Regions from separate parts of the Capra hircus genome. Here region 1 is linked to region 2. A link is a contact called in public Hi-C data. All regions are on one chromosome and are shown on one strand. The core of a region is the stretch at or near the end of the contact, and the rest is flanking DNA. Distances in the headings are between cores, read along the strand shown. Region 1 holds the start of PVRIG (transmembrane protein PVRIG). Region 2 overlaps ZCWPW1 (zinc finger CW-type PWWP domain protein 1).

Region 1 (6,057 bases), core at 2,742-5,241, 70 kb after region 2:
CCCGCTGTGGTGGGATGGCGGCGGGAGGAGGAGCCGGTGGCCGGGGGTGGCAGGCAGTCACGGGGAGGAAGGGTCCCGAGGGCTGAGGGTTGGGCTGGGGTCGCAGGCTCTGGGGCGGGCTCCTGGGCCAGGTATGCGGGGCTGGCTAGAGAGGATGGGGTCCCGGGTCGGCGCTGGGCCCACAGCTCTGTCGCGCCTTGAGTCCGCCCTTCGCTCCCGCGGGCTGGGCGGCGGCTTCTGCGGAGGGGCCTCCGGGCCGCCTCGCGTGGCCGCACAGTCGCGTCAGTGGCGCCACCTGGTGGCCCCCGCACGCCCGGCCCGCGTCTCCGCCGCCGGCTTTCTGCCGCTCCCCGAGCCCAGCGGCGGGCGTCTCCCCTCTTCCCACTAAGAACGCTTCTGCCTCCCAGCTGTGGGACCTGGGGCTCTGGCTCCACATCTGTTAAGTGGGCTGTTAAACACCCCGAGGGGCAGGTGTTTTCAAAGTAGTAAATAGGATGCTCCGGGCGGAGTTGCTTAGTACCTGGGCCTGGTTCACCATCTCCTCATGCCCCTCGGGCCTTACCTCCCCGAGAGGCGCAAAGTGAGCCTCTTAGAGGTGAAGTGAGCCCCCCGGGCCTCCCAGGCGGGGCGCGGCGTCTGAGGTCAGAACCCAAGCCTTACTCCGGATCGGCTGAGGGCATGTCCCTGATGCCCAGGGGAAGTGCTGGGGCTGGCTAAGTCCTGTCCCCTGGCGCCAGTCCTTGCCCCTTTGGGCCTCAGGGACCCCACATGTTGAACGAAGGCTGGGTTTTGAGGGGGCTGTGCGCAGCCACATCTCGGCTCTCAGCTGGGCCCCTCCCCACCCCTGGCTCTGACTTCCGGCCGGCTAGGAACAGGCCCGCGGCCCAGACCTCCTGGGTCCCGAGGATGAGGGTTTCATCGCCTCCTGAGCTGGCGGACTCTCCCGACTCTGATGGGCCGGTGGCCTGGCTGGGGGCCCAGGAGCCCTCAGAGTGGCCCTCTCCTCCCATGAACAGTCTCTTCTAGGCAAGTGAGCCTTCCTTCAAGGCCTCCCCTCAGCCCCACTGCCCACCCCTCTGTCCTTGGTCTTGATGTGGTCCCAAGGCTGCCGGGCCCCAAGCTACTCCCTTGCTTACATCTCTCTACCTTGGTTTACCATCAGGGACCTCCCCAGCACCCCCACCTCTTTCCCATGAGCCCCCAATCCTACATGGACCACTGAGCTGACCAGGCCAGTGCTGCGGGCTCCTCAGAGGATGCTGATGACCCTCAACCACCCCCTCGCCCTGTCTGGTTCACCCTCTCCCCTGTGTGGTGTAGAGCTGCTGGCTGGTGGGGCTCCCATGGGTTCCTTGAACAATGCCTGCAGGAGTAAGTGAGGTTTCTGGAAGATTCTGTGGTCGTACCTTCTGAGCCAGGCAGAGGAGGCGGTTCCTGGGATGGAGGTGGCACTCCTGGGGTTTCCCACAGGCAGGACCCAGGAAGGGACCAAGCAGGAGGTGCCCCCGCCTGGCTGGGTGCTGTCCGAGCCCGGCTCCAGGCCCATTCGGCGGCCCCCCACCCCGCCACCCAGAATCCATCACGGCAGGTGAGTCCTTACGGTTACAGGGCTCTCACCATGTCTCCCGTGGGAAAGGTGTGAGGAGGCCCAGGCCCAGCTGAGGGTCGTTGGGCCTGTTTACAGGAGGAAAACTGCTTCCGGGTGGCTGGGGGGGGGGGGCGGGAAGCGTGGGTTCAGGCCGTGTCTGAGCGGCCTCTGCCTGCCCCCACCACCCTTCAAGGAGGCCAGTGGGGAGCAATCCTGGTGCCCAGGTAACAGAGAGGAGCCAGAGGAAGCTGGTGTGGGCAGAGCTGAGGTGGGTCCCCTGCCTCTGAATGTCAGCTCTGGAGGGAGGGCATCAGGGCCCCACCTCCAGGCCATCTCGGGGAGCCCCTGACCCGGGCACTTTTCTGAGGTTGAAGCCCCAGAAGCCTTTGCTGCGGTCCCAGAACATAGTGGGATTTGAGGTTGGGCCACCAGACCCCCAACCTGTCTTTCCACCTGGCATTCCTCAGCCAGACCTGCAGGGCCAGGACACCCCCACCTGCTACCCCCGCCAGGGGTGGGGCAGAGGAGAGGTCCCCATGCTGACACCCCCTCCCCTCCGGTCCTAACCTGGCCCCTCACAGGGGTTGAAACGCCGCTAAGCTCTTACAAACCTGCCCCCCCCCACCGCCTGCACCCCCAAAGAAGAAAAGGCCCAGGTCAGAGAAACCATTTTTGTTGACAGTTATCGCCCTCACCTGGGGAGCTGAGGACTTGAAAACAGGAAACCACCTGGGATGGGGTTTTGTCACCTCACACATACACCCGCGTGCCCACGCTTGCACACGTGCTGCCCACATCCGCGGGGTCTGTGTGGAGACGCTCGCTGGAAGCCTAAGGATAAAACAAGCTGTGCAAAGACGGTGGCCCCCGGAACGCAGACATCCAGCAGAGGAGGGCGTCCCAGAGGCCCGGAGAGGAGAAAGGCAGATGACCCGGGGTCCCTCTCATCGCACTCCTGAAGGCCCCAAAGCGGCTCTGCGCCCCAGACGGTCCGGGAGCGGGATGCGGTCGGCGCGGGCGTGGAGGGGCCGCTTTTCCGTCTGAGCGTAGAGTAGGTTCTCGACCGAGACGAAGCTGCTGCGCGCGGAGGCCGGCGGGGGCGCCCAGGCGCCGGGGCTCTGGGGTCGGCGCGTGGCGTAGGGGGGGAGCGGCACCCACCCGGGCAGTGGCTGGGGTGGGGGGACCGGGTGCAGGGTTGCGGGGCTGAAGTAGTTGGTGGTCGTGGCGGCGGCGGCGGAGGGGACGTGGAAGGAGGTCAGGGAGGCTTGGCCGGCTGCCTGCGGGGGTGATGGGGACGGAGGCCCGAGTGAGGCTCCGTCTCCTGGCCCCCCAGCTGCAGTTCCCTCCGTTCCCCTCCGAAACCAGCCCCCATCCTCACACTGGCTCTCCGGTCTGTCTGGGGGCTGCCGTGTCTCGGCGGCTGAAGCTTCATGACCGACCTGGGGAGAGTGAGGGGGGGTCAGAGGCAAAGCGTGTGGCCGGCCTGGGATGGGGGGAGATGGGGGCGGTGGACTGGGCTCAGCGGGGGCTGCCTCTCACCAGTGCCTCTGCCGACGCAGGAGGTAGAGAAGGTAGATGCAGCCAGAGAGGAGGACCCCCGAGACCCCCAGGATCCCAGCCAGGTCAGCCCGCAGCACGGGGGCTGGACTGGGAGCAGGGAGCTCTGTGCCCAGAGAGACATACCAGTCAGGTGGCTGGCGCCCCAAGTCCCTCCCTGTCCCGCCGGCCCCCCTCCTCATCCGCCCCACCTTGGTCTGTGCTGAGGGACAGATTCCCACAGGCCTCCTGGGAGCCCTCAGGGAAGGAAGTGAACTTGCAGCAGAAGGTGGTGTTGGGACTGGAGCCCCTCCCTGCGGTGGGAGCCCTTTCCAAGGTGAGGGAGACGCTGGTACTGGTTTCCCAGCGGGCCTGGCAGGCAGCTATCCATTTCTTGGTGCCGAATGTGGGGTGCAGCACAGCCAGCGTTGTCCCCCCAGCACCGTCGGGGCCCCCGTAGCTCACAGTCACCAGGGAGATGGAGCCCGAGCCCAGGAATCCACAGCGGACGGTGAAGGAGGCCTCGGTGGCCTCCCTCTGAACCTGCAGCCACACCTCCGGAGTCCCTGCGGGAGAAGGTGCAGGGAGGAGGTCTGGGCCTGGGTCTCCACCCGCACCCAGGGCCTCTGCTCCTCTGCGGCCCCCACTCACCAGCAGTGAGGCAGAGAGTCAGCAGTGCCCAGAGCAGGCCCAGGGCCCGGGGCCTGTCCATGGCTCCCCTCTGGCCCGGGCTCCAGGGGGCTGTGGTCGTGGGGACAGCACTTGTATTTCCGGTGTCATCGCAGGAAGTTTTACGTATGAGGATGAGCCGGCCCTGGGAGCAGCTGCTGGGTACTCTCTGCAAACCTGCCCCACTTCCTTCTCTGAATCTGGGGTCGAGGAATGCCCCCCCCCCAAGAAATTTAAAGTGACAGTGACAAGGTTTTCCCTGTTCCCACGCTGAGCTGTGTGAGCGGGACGGGGGCTCAGGTTCCCAGCCCTGCCCTGCCCGTGCGTACCAGCCCTGGGGGGAGATATGCTTCAGGGGGACCTGAGAAGATGTCCTTCCCTGGAGAGGGATGGACCCCCTGGTTTGTCTTTAGGAAGAAGGCTGAGACACACACCACCACCCCCAACCTCCCTGAATGGAATGTGGCAGAACTTGGGGAGAGGAAGCGGAGCCCACTAGGCACAGCTGGGCTGTGACCTGCCTGCAGAGCCCTGCTCCATCTGTGCCTTCCTCCCCACAGCTGAGGGCAACTGGCTTCCAGCTGCTAAGGCCAAAGGCGCAGTCGTCTGCAACTCTTCACTCATCTCCAGCCCATCAGGAAATTCTGAAGGCTTCCCATCCTGACCACCTGGCCTCTCCTTAACCACCCTCACCCCCTCCCCGCCTCGGGCTCAAGCCGGCTCTCCCCCTCGGAATCGCTCTGCGTTGCTCTCCTGTCCATCTTCCTTTACGGAACACACACTGACAAGAGGGCTGCTGTCCCAGTGACAGGTGCTCAGAATGCTTTGTGTCCTGTCTTGTCTTCCGCTGAACTTGCACCTGGGCTGAGAGTGGCTTGTTGAGCTTAAGGGATAGAGCCACGGGTCTGTGTGGAGGACTCCTGTCCAGGGTGTGGTGACAACTCAGAGGGCAGTGGTGCCGAGGCCTGCCCTGCCCACATGCCCCTGATTCAGCATCTCTTCAGATTCCGTGGTGCCAGCCATCAGCCCCCCAGTCTCAAGTGAACCATCCACACTGGAGAGCCAGAATAAGCAGGGCCTCCGGGCCCGTCACTTCATGGTACCCAGCCCAGCTGGCGTGCATTCTCTTACCCTTCGACCCTCTCTCAGGCTGGGTGCCGGTCTCCAGACCTGACTCAGACCTGCTCTCTGACCCGCTTTCTCCCCTCCTGCTCCCCTGAGGTGAGGGAGACCTGTGCAGAGCTCGCCCACTTCACGGAGGCCCAGCCCAGCGCGAGTGCCGAGCACCAGGGTGCACGGGGCGGACTTCAGCCTCTCTAGCCGGGAGGATCCTTTTCTTCTCCCCACTTTGCGAGGCCCAGGTCAGGCCCCCCCAACTCTAGGAAGCCCCCCCACTCTAGGAAGCTGTCTCGAGAGTGCTTTTCCTTCACGGATAGCCACCCGCCCAGATGGCGGGCCCTGGGTGGTGGCTGTTTTATTAGCCTCCACACGGTCCAAGTACATAGGGGAGCTCAATACTGGGTGATGGATGAATGAAAAGCCCCGGCACAAAGTTAGCCATTCACCAGCTTTTTGCTGTTTTTTCAGTCTTGTAAGTCACGTCGTCCCCAGTAGGTTCTCATCGTGTGGGATTCGGACTCCACATGTGGTGGTTGTTGTGTTTGAAGAGTAGAGAACATTACTGTTCTTCGCCAGCCGCCCACTCCCTTTTCCCTCTGCATGTTAATTTTCAGTAAGGTTAAGAATGTCCATCTTTTATTGTTTCTAGATTTTGTGTATTGCTTAGGAGGGCCAAATTATAATGTCATAGTTTTGTTTCTATGCTTAACTCTTATGAGAGTTTATGTTTGATCCGTGAAGAATTTTAATTTGGAGCTGGTGTTATTTTACAATTTAGGATGCCAGCCAATGTCCCCAAGCCCCTGTTGAATAGTCACTTGCCATCTTTTTTAAAATTATTATTGGTGGTTGATTTATAACATTAGTTTCAGGCATACAGCATAGTGATTTAAATTTTTTATAGATTATGCTCCATTTAAAGTTACAAAACGTTGGCTATATTCCCTGTGCTATACAAACCTTGTAGCCTTATGTTTTTAAATTGAGGTATAGTTTATGTCCAATATTATATGTTTCAGGTGTACTACAATGATTCACAATTTTAAAGGTTATATTCCATTTATAATTATAAAATATTGGCTATATTCCCTGTATTACATGCTAATATCATTCTAGCTTATTTAATTCATAGTAGTTTGTACCCC
Region 2 (6,168 bases), core at 1,929-4,428:
AAGTTATGTTTTAAAAGGTTTTTTTGGTTGTTGTTGTTTGCCTGCATGGGGTCTTGGTTTCTGCACATGGGCTTTCTCTAGTTGGGGCAGCAGGAGCTGCTCTCCGGTTGCCGTGCATGTGCTTCTCTTTGCGGTGGCTTCTTGTGTTGTAGAACGTGGGCTCTAGGGCACGTGGGCTTCAGTAGTTGTGGCTCTTGGCCTCTAGAGCATGTGCTCAGTAGCTGTGGTGTATGGGCTTAGTTGTCCCACAGCATGCATGCAGGTCAGGGATCTTCCCTGACCAAGGGATCAATCCTGTGTCCACTGCATTGGCAGGCAGATTCTTACCCACTGGACCTCTAGGGAAATCCTCTGAGAATCCTTTCATACTCTTAAAATTTTTGAAGGACTCCAAAGATTGGTTTATATCTCTTTACCTGTGCATTGATACTTAAGTATTAGAAATTAAACTGAGAAAAATTAATCTATTTATTAATTTAAAAATGATGATAGTAAACCATTTACATAATGTTAGTGTAGATAACACTTAAATGAAAATATAATATCCTAAGTGAAAATTTAATATGAAGAATGGTGTTATTTTACATTTCTGCAAATCTCTCTCATGTCTGGCTTAATAGAAAACAGCTGGATTTTCATCTGTTTCTGAATTCAATGTGTTGTGATATCTTGTTTTGGTTGAAGAATATGAGAAAATCTAACACAGATAAGTAGTTGGAGATCTGCTGAGCTAGGTGATTTCATCTTCTAATCAGTGTGATGATTTTTGGTGTTCTAAATGAAAGAAAAGTATCTTTTGGAACACCTCATTCACCTTCCCTTGGGTCACTTTATTACTTCTAAGTTATTTCCCCCTCATTATTCGCCTTTCTTATGTCAGTTGAGGAGTTAGGATCTGGTTATGGAAGTTCTTTTACTTTGACATTTAAATTTGAAGCTTTATTGGATTTTTTTCCCAATATTTTTCATCTAAGGTAAGAAAAGAGAAACTAAAATCTCAAATGTTATTCCTGGGTTTAGAGCCCCCAGTCATTTCGTAGCTAACCAGGTAAAAGTTGGTGGTATTTTGTATATTTATTAACTATCTTTAAATTTGTCTTTCTCTCTCTGAAGTGAATTTCAGTATTCGTTACTGTGGAAGAAAATACTTCATCTGAAACAGAGGAGCAGAAATTTGTCAGACAGTGACTTCCAAACTTTCTCTTCTCTATTGATCAGGATAGAGATTTTCTTTAAAAGTAATGTTCTTCATCACACCCTCAACTCTGCATGCATGCTCAATCGTGTCTGACTCTTTGGGACCCTATGGACTGTAGCCTGGCAGGCTTCTCAGTCTATGGATTTATCTGGCCAAGAACACTAGAGTGGATTGCCATTTTCTTCAAGGGATCTTCCTGATCCAGGGATCGAACCCACATCTCCTTTTTCTCCTGCATTGCAGGCAGATTCTTTACTGTTTGAGCCATAGGGGAAGCTTATACATTTACTGCTGCTGCTGCTGCTAAGTCACTTCAGTGGTATCCGACTCTGTGCGACCCCATAGACAGCAGCCCACCAGGCTCCCCTGACCCTGGGATTCTCCAGGCAAGAACACCAGAGTGGGTTGCCATTTCCTTCTCCATTGAGTAAAAGTGAAGTCGCCCAGTCCTGTCCGACTCTTAGCGACCCCATGGACTGCAGCCTACCAGGCTCCTCCATCCATGGGATTTTCCAGCCAAGAGTACTGGAGTGGGGTGCCATTGCTATACATTTACTGCATCTTATTAACTTAACAGTGATCCACAATTTTATCTAGTTGGTTGGGGCTTCAGTAACACACTTTGGCCTAGAGAGGTCAGTATAGGTTTAGATAATGATTTAAACTTAACTCTTGGAAAACTTTTGCCTCTTTAGGTTGATCAAAATACTCTTTTTAAAATTTTATTTTAAAAATAGAATTTAAAAGTCGCTTTGAAATGGCAGTCTATGTATAAAATACTAGAGTTACACAAGAGGCTACAGTAGAGAGCTCGTTTCCACTCTCAGCTACCTGTTTCCACTCCACTGAGACATTTTTGTCAATTTCTTGTGTATTCTTCCAGAGATAGTTAAAGGATACTCAAACATATTGTATAGATGAAAATTGTTAAAAAATCAAATTTTGTCATCTCAAGTACACTAATTTCATTTTGCTTTCCTTGTTCAGTATAGTTTTGTAATTCTGATTATCTTCATAGGGACTTCTCATGGTCATTTTTGGAATTTTAGAGTCTGGGAGAAGATATGTTTGTCATTTATTATTATTATTATTATTATTCCCTTTGTGGCCTAATTTTATACAGTTTGTACCTTCTATTTAGGGTTATCATAAAGAAAGAGACCAGTTTGCTGTAGTGATTCTCCCCCAATTTCCTACTTGCTTTTTCTTTCATTGTCAAATAAGTTTGGGAGTTGGCGGTGAAACATTAAGATGGAAACCGTGATAAAATGTGCTCCTTAAATTGGGCTTTCCTGGTGGCTCAAATGGTAAAGAATCTGCCTGCAATGCGGGAGACCCGGGTTCGATCCCTGGGTTGGGAAGATCCCCTGAAGGAGGGCATGGCAACCCACCCCAGGATTCTTGCCTAGAGAATTTCATGGACAGAGGAGCCTGACGGGCTATGGTCCGTGGCGTCACAAATAGTGGGACACAACTGAGCGACTAATACACACTAGACGAGTATAAACGGAAAGGAATTACTGCAAACCAGCACATATCAATTATTTGCATTTATGGAATTAAGGATTTTTCTTAAAATACCAAAAATTTTTTAAAAGACATTATATTCAGCCATGCTGTGGCCACACCAAGTCAAGTCCCCAGTAACTTTTGAATTCATCTTGGAATCTGGAGGGTGGAATCCTACACCCTGAACAACTGAGTGTTTAAGTTGGCCATTTGAGGGTCATAAAATTTTCAGCCCCTTTAGAGAGAAAAATATATGAACCCAAAGATCCATTTTATGCAACTTTTGGATCTCTCTCTTTTTTATTACTGCTTACTCATTTTCTTTGTTTCTTTGTCTTTGTTGTCTCTAGTGTAATGAGCGGGGGCTACTCTCTAGTTGTGGTGCACAGGCTTCTCATTGTAGTGGCTTTTCTTGTTGCAGAGCACAGGCTCAAGGTGCAGGGGCTGCAGTAGTTGCAGCGCGTGGGCTCAGCAGCCGTAGCGCCCATGCTCTGGAGCGCAGGCGCAATAGTCCTGGCACCTGGGCTTAATCGCTCCATGGCATGTGGGATCTTCCCAGGTAAGGGATTAAACTGATTTCTCCTGCATTGGCAGGCAGATTCTTTACCACTGTGCCACCTGGGAAACCTCTTGGATCTCTTTATAGTGGGAGATAGCAGAGTTAAAGGATTGAGTTCCAGGTCCAAGGCCTTCAAAGTACTCAAAATCAACAGCCAGAAATCAGATCACTGAGAAGAATAGACATGTTATTAGAATTTAGAAGCCAAAGACCTGGATTCATCTTACTCTACCATGTATCAACACTGAGGTTTTGGCAGACCACAGCTGGGTAGAAATAATATCAGTAGTGGAAAGTGAAGACTGGAAAATGTATAAATTCTTGGAACATCATAAGATGAGTCTTGGCACCGTGCTGGGTCACAAATGACATACAGCTAGAGATATTAATCTTTTCAGCCTTTGGTGTGGCTGGAGGCCTCCCTCTCTCATTCCTCGGTTGTCTGTAGCTGTGAGCAGAGTACCTAGAACACTGTTTCAGTGTTTACTTTTAGTGTATGCTTTAGCTGTGTGCTGTGATGTTAAAATGGGTGTGAAGCACTGAACTGCTGAACTAGACTCCTGGGATGTACTGTAGCGCAGTTCATGATGCAAACATAGATCAGACAGATTCTAATCCTGATTTTACCATTTATCAGCTACTTAATATCTCTGACTCCTTCTCAGTGCCAATTTCCCCAAGTGTAAAATGGCATCAATCTCAGATTTATTGGGAGAATTAAATGAGATGACATATTCAAAGATTATAGTCGGTGCCCAATAAGTGTATTTATTATTAGTCACAATTTTGGTAGCAGTAATGAAACATACTGATGTTGTGTAGAACATATCTGAGTAGATAGCTACAGATAAACTATGGATATAGAATGAATATGCTAGATTCTTATTACTAGCTTCTCTGGAGACCTCTGTGTTCAGTCACTAAGTTGTGTTTGACTTTTTGTGACCCCCATGGACTGCAGCATGCGAGGCCTCCCTGTCTTTCACTATCTCCCGGAGTTTGGTCAAATTCATGTCCATTGAGTCAGTGATGCTATCCAAATATCTCATCCTCTGCCACCTCTTCTCCTTTTGCCTTCAACTTTCCCAGCATCAGTCTTTTCCAGTGAGTTGGCTCTTCACATCAAGTGGCCAAAGTATTGGTGGTTCAGCATCAGTCCTTCCAATGAATATTCAGGGTGGGTTTCCTTTAGGATTGACTGGTTAGATCTCTTGCTGTCCAAGGGACTCTCAAGAGTCTTCTCCAACACCACAGTTCAAAAACACCTGCTGGTTACTAAATATTTCTGAGCCAGAAAATTAATAATTTTCTGAATAAAAATTATTAATATAAGAATCTAGCACATTGGGAAATTTATTGGACTAGAAGATCTAAGTAAAAGGAAGATAATACATTATAGTGATGTTAAAAAGGGGGTTCTCTATGCGTAGGGATGTCTGAAATAGGTAAGTGAGTCTATAGTGTATTTGTTTTGAGTATTTAGAAGAACCTTGTGAAAGGTTATTGCTCTGAAAAAAAATCTCACTGTTTAACTCCAGGACTGTCTACACTCTAATGCCACTACTCTACTACTACTTTCACTTTTGGCTGTTAAAAACACATCTTGTTTTAATAAGAGGCACCTAATGGGGTTGCTTATGCTAAGCCCCCTATCACTAAACCAAGACAATTTAATTACAGTTTTGACTCTCAGAAATGGAATCTTAAACCAGTCAGTCAGGAATTGCCTGATCAGCACTAGTTGGGTAATCTGCCTGATAGACCCTTAAAGGAAAGTAACCTTGTATAACCAATTTGCTTTTTTCTTTTACTTTCTTTCTTTTTTTTGCCTAGTATTACATCTGTGTTCCTTATCTCTTCTGCCTGTAAAGGTGTTTAATTTTGTATAGCTCCTTGGAGCTCCTATCCATCTGGTAGATTCGATGCTGCCCAATTCATGAGTTGTTGAATAAAGCCAATAAGATCCTCAAAATTTACTCAGTTGAATTTTGTGTGTGTGTGTGTGTTTTTTTTTTTTTTAACAAATCACTACCACTGTCTTTTCCACCTACCTATAAGTGCCTACCTCATGTTGGACATAGTTCTGAACACTTAAAACACTAAGGATTGTTGCTAATCTTTAAAACAACTTTCATTATCCTCCAGCATTTAATTGGCACTGCCCAGGAGTATGATTGTAGTCAATAAGGCAGAAAATGTAGGTTAGGCATCCTAGGCAAAGAGACCCTGAACCCAAGAAGGCAAGAAGAGGAGAAAGTTTAAAACCATGTTTGATCAGTACTGTGTGTGTGTGTGTGTGTGTGTGTGTGTGTGTGTGTATTTAACTGAATCACTTTGCTGTGTAGCAGAAATTAACATTATAAATCAACTATGCTTCAATAAATAAATTTTGTTCATCAGAGCATAACAGTTCGTTTCTTTTTCAGCAGAGGCATAAAGAAAGTGTAGCTTCTGAGCTGAATGATGCCAACCTTGGAGAGTAAAGAAAGTGAGTCAAGAGTCATTTTCCTGTTCTTTCTCAGTCAGGTCGTCTGGACGCCTTTCCCACCAAAGGGAAGCTCAGTTCATTCGTATTTCATATTCACTTTGTTAAAGTTACTGCTTTTCTAGTCACTTTGAGTGAAATATATTTGACTTAGAACAGTCTTACTCAAGAAATGTATGAACTTGTAGGAAGAGAAGAGCCATTTAAATATTTATAAATAACTTTGAATGTGGTGATAGATTCAAAATATTATGGAATCTCCGAAGAAAGATACATTTCTTATGTCCCGGATTTCTTATGCCCGGGAGGATCAGTACAATTTTCATTGCATCCTTTGTAGATTTTAACTAATTTTTAAAAAATTTCCTCTAATTTCCCATAACACTTTGTGCAAAGTTTTTAAAAGCAAATTTTAAA

The links. A called contact is a pair of places that touch in the nucleus more often than the background predicts.
Region 1: a contact with region 2 is called in a Hi-C map of blood, with 3 times the contacts expected there. The contact joins the promoter of PVRIG here to the enhancer-like site in region 2. A contact is called at or near these places in 2 of 5 Hi-C or Micro-C datasets (both in blood).

The regions. Positions count from the first base shown.
Region 1 is chr25:37,059,619-37,065,675 of ARS1.2, forward strand. It overlaps PVRIG (transmembrane protein PVRIG), which reads right to left and starts at 3,992. Exons shown (of 5, transcript XM_018041055.1): 1 at 3,776-3,992; 2 at 3,337-3,690; 3 at 3,128-3,251; 4 at 2,967-3,027; 5 at 2,246-2,865. The coding sequence starts at 3,836. The coding sequence ends at 2,533.
Region 2 is chr25:36,990,208-36,996,375 of ARS1.2, forward strand. ZCWPW1 (zinc finger CW-type PWWP domain protein 1) reads left to right here. Exons shown (of 17, transcript XM_005697829.3): 2 at 5,693-5,754. The coding sequence starts at 5,727. Among named protein-coding and RNA genes, the nearest start is that of ZCWPW1, 5.8 kb to the left of the region's middle. Within about 2 kb of position 3,179, at least 1 of the 5 cell types and tissues checked has an H3K27ac peak or open chromatin away from gene starts, as enhancers often do.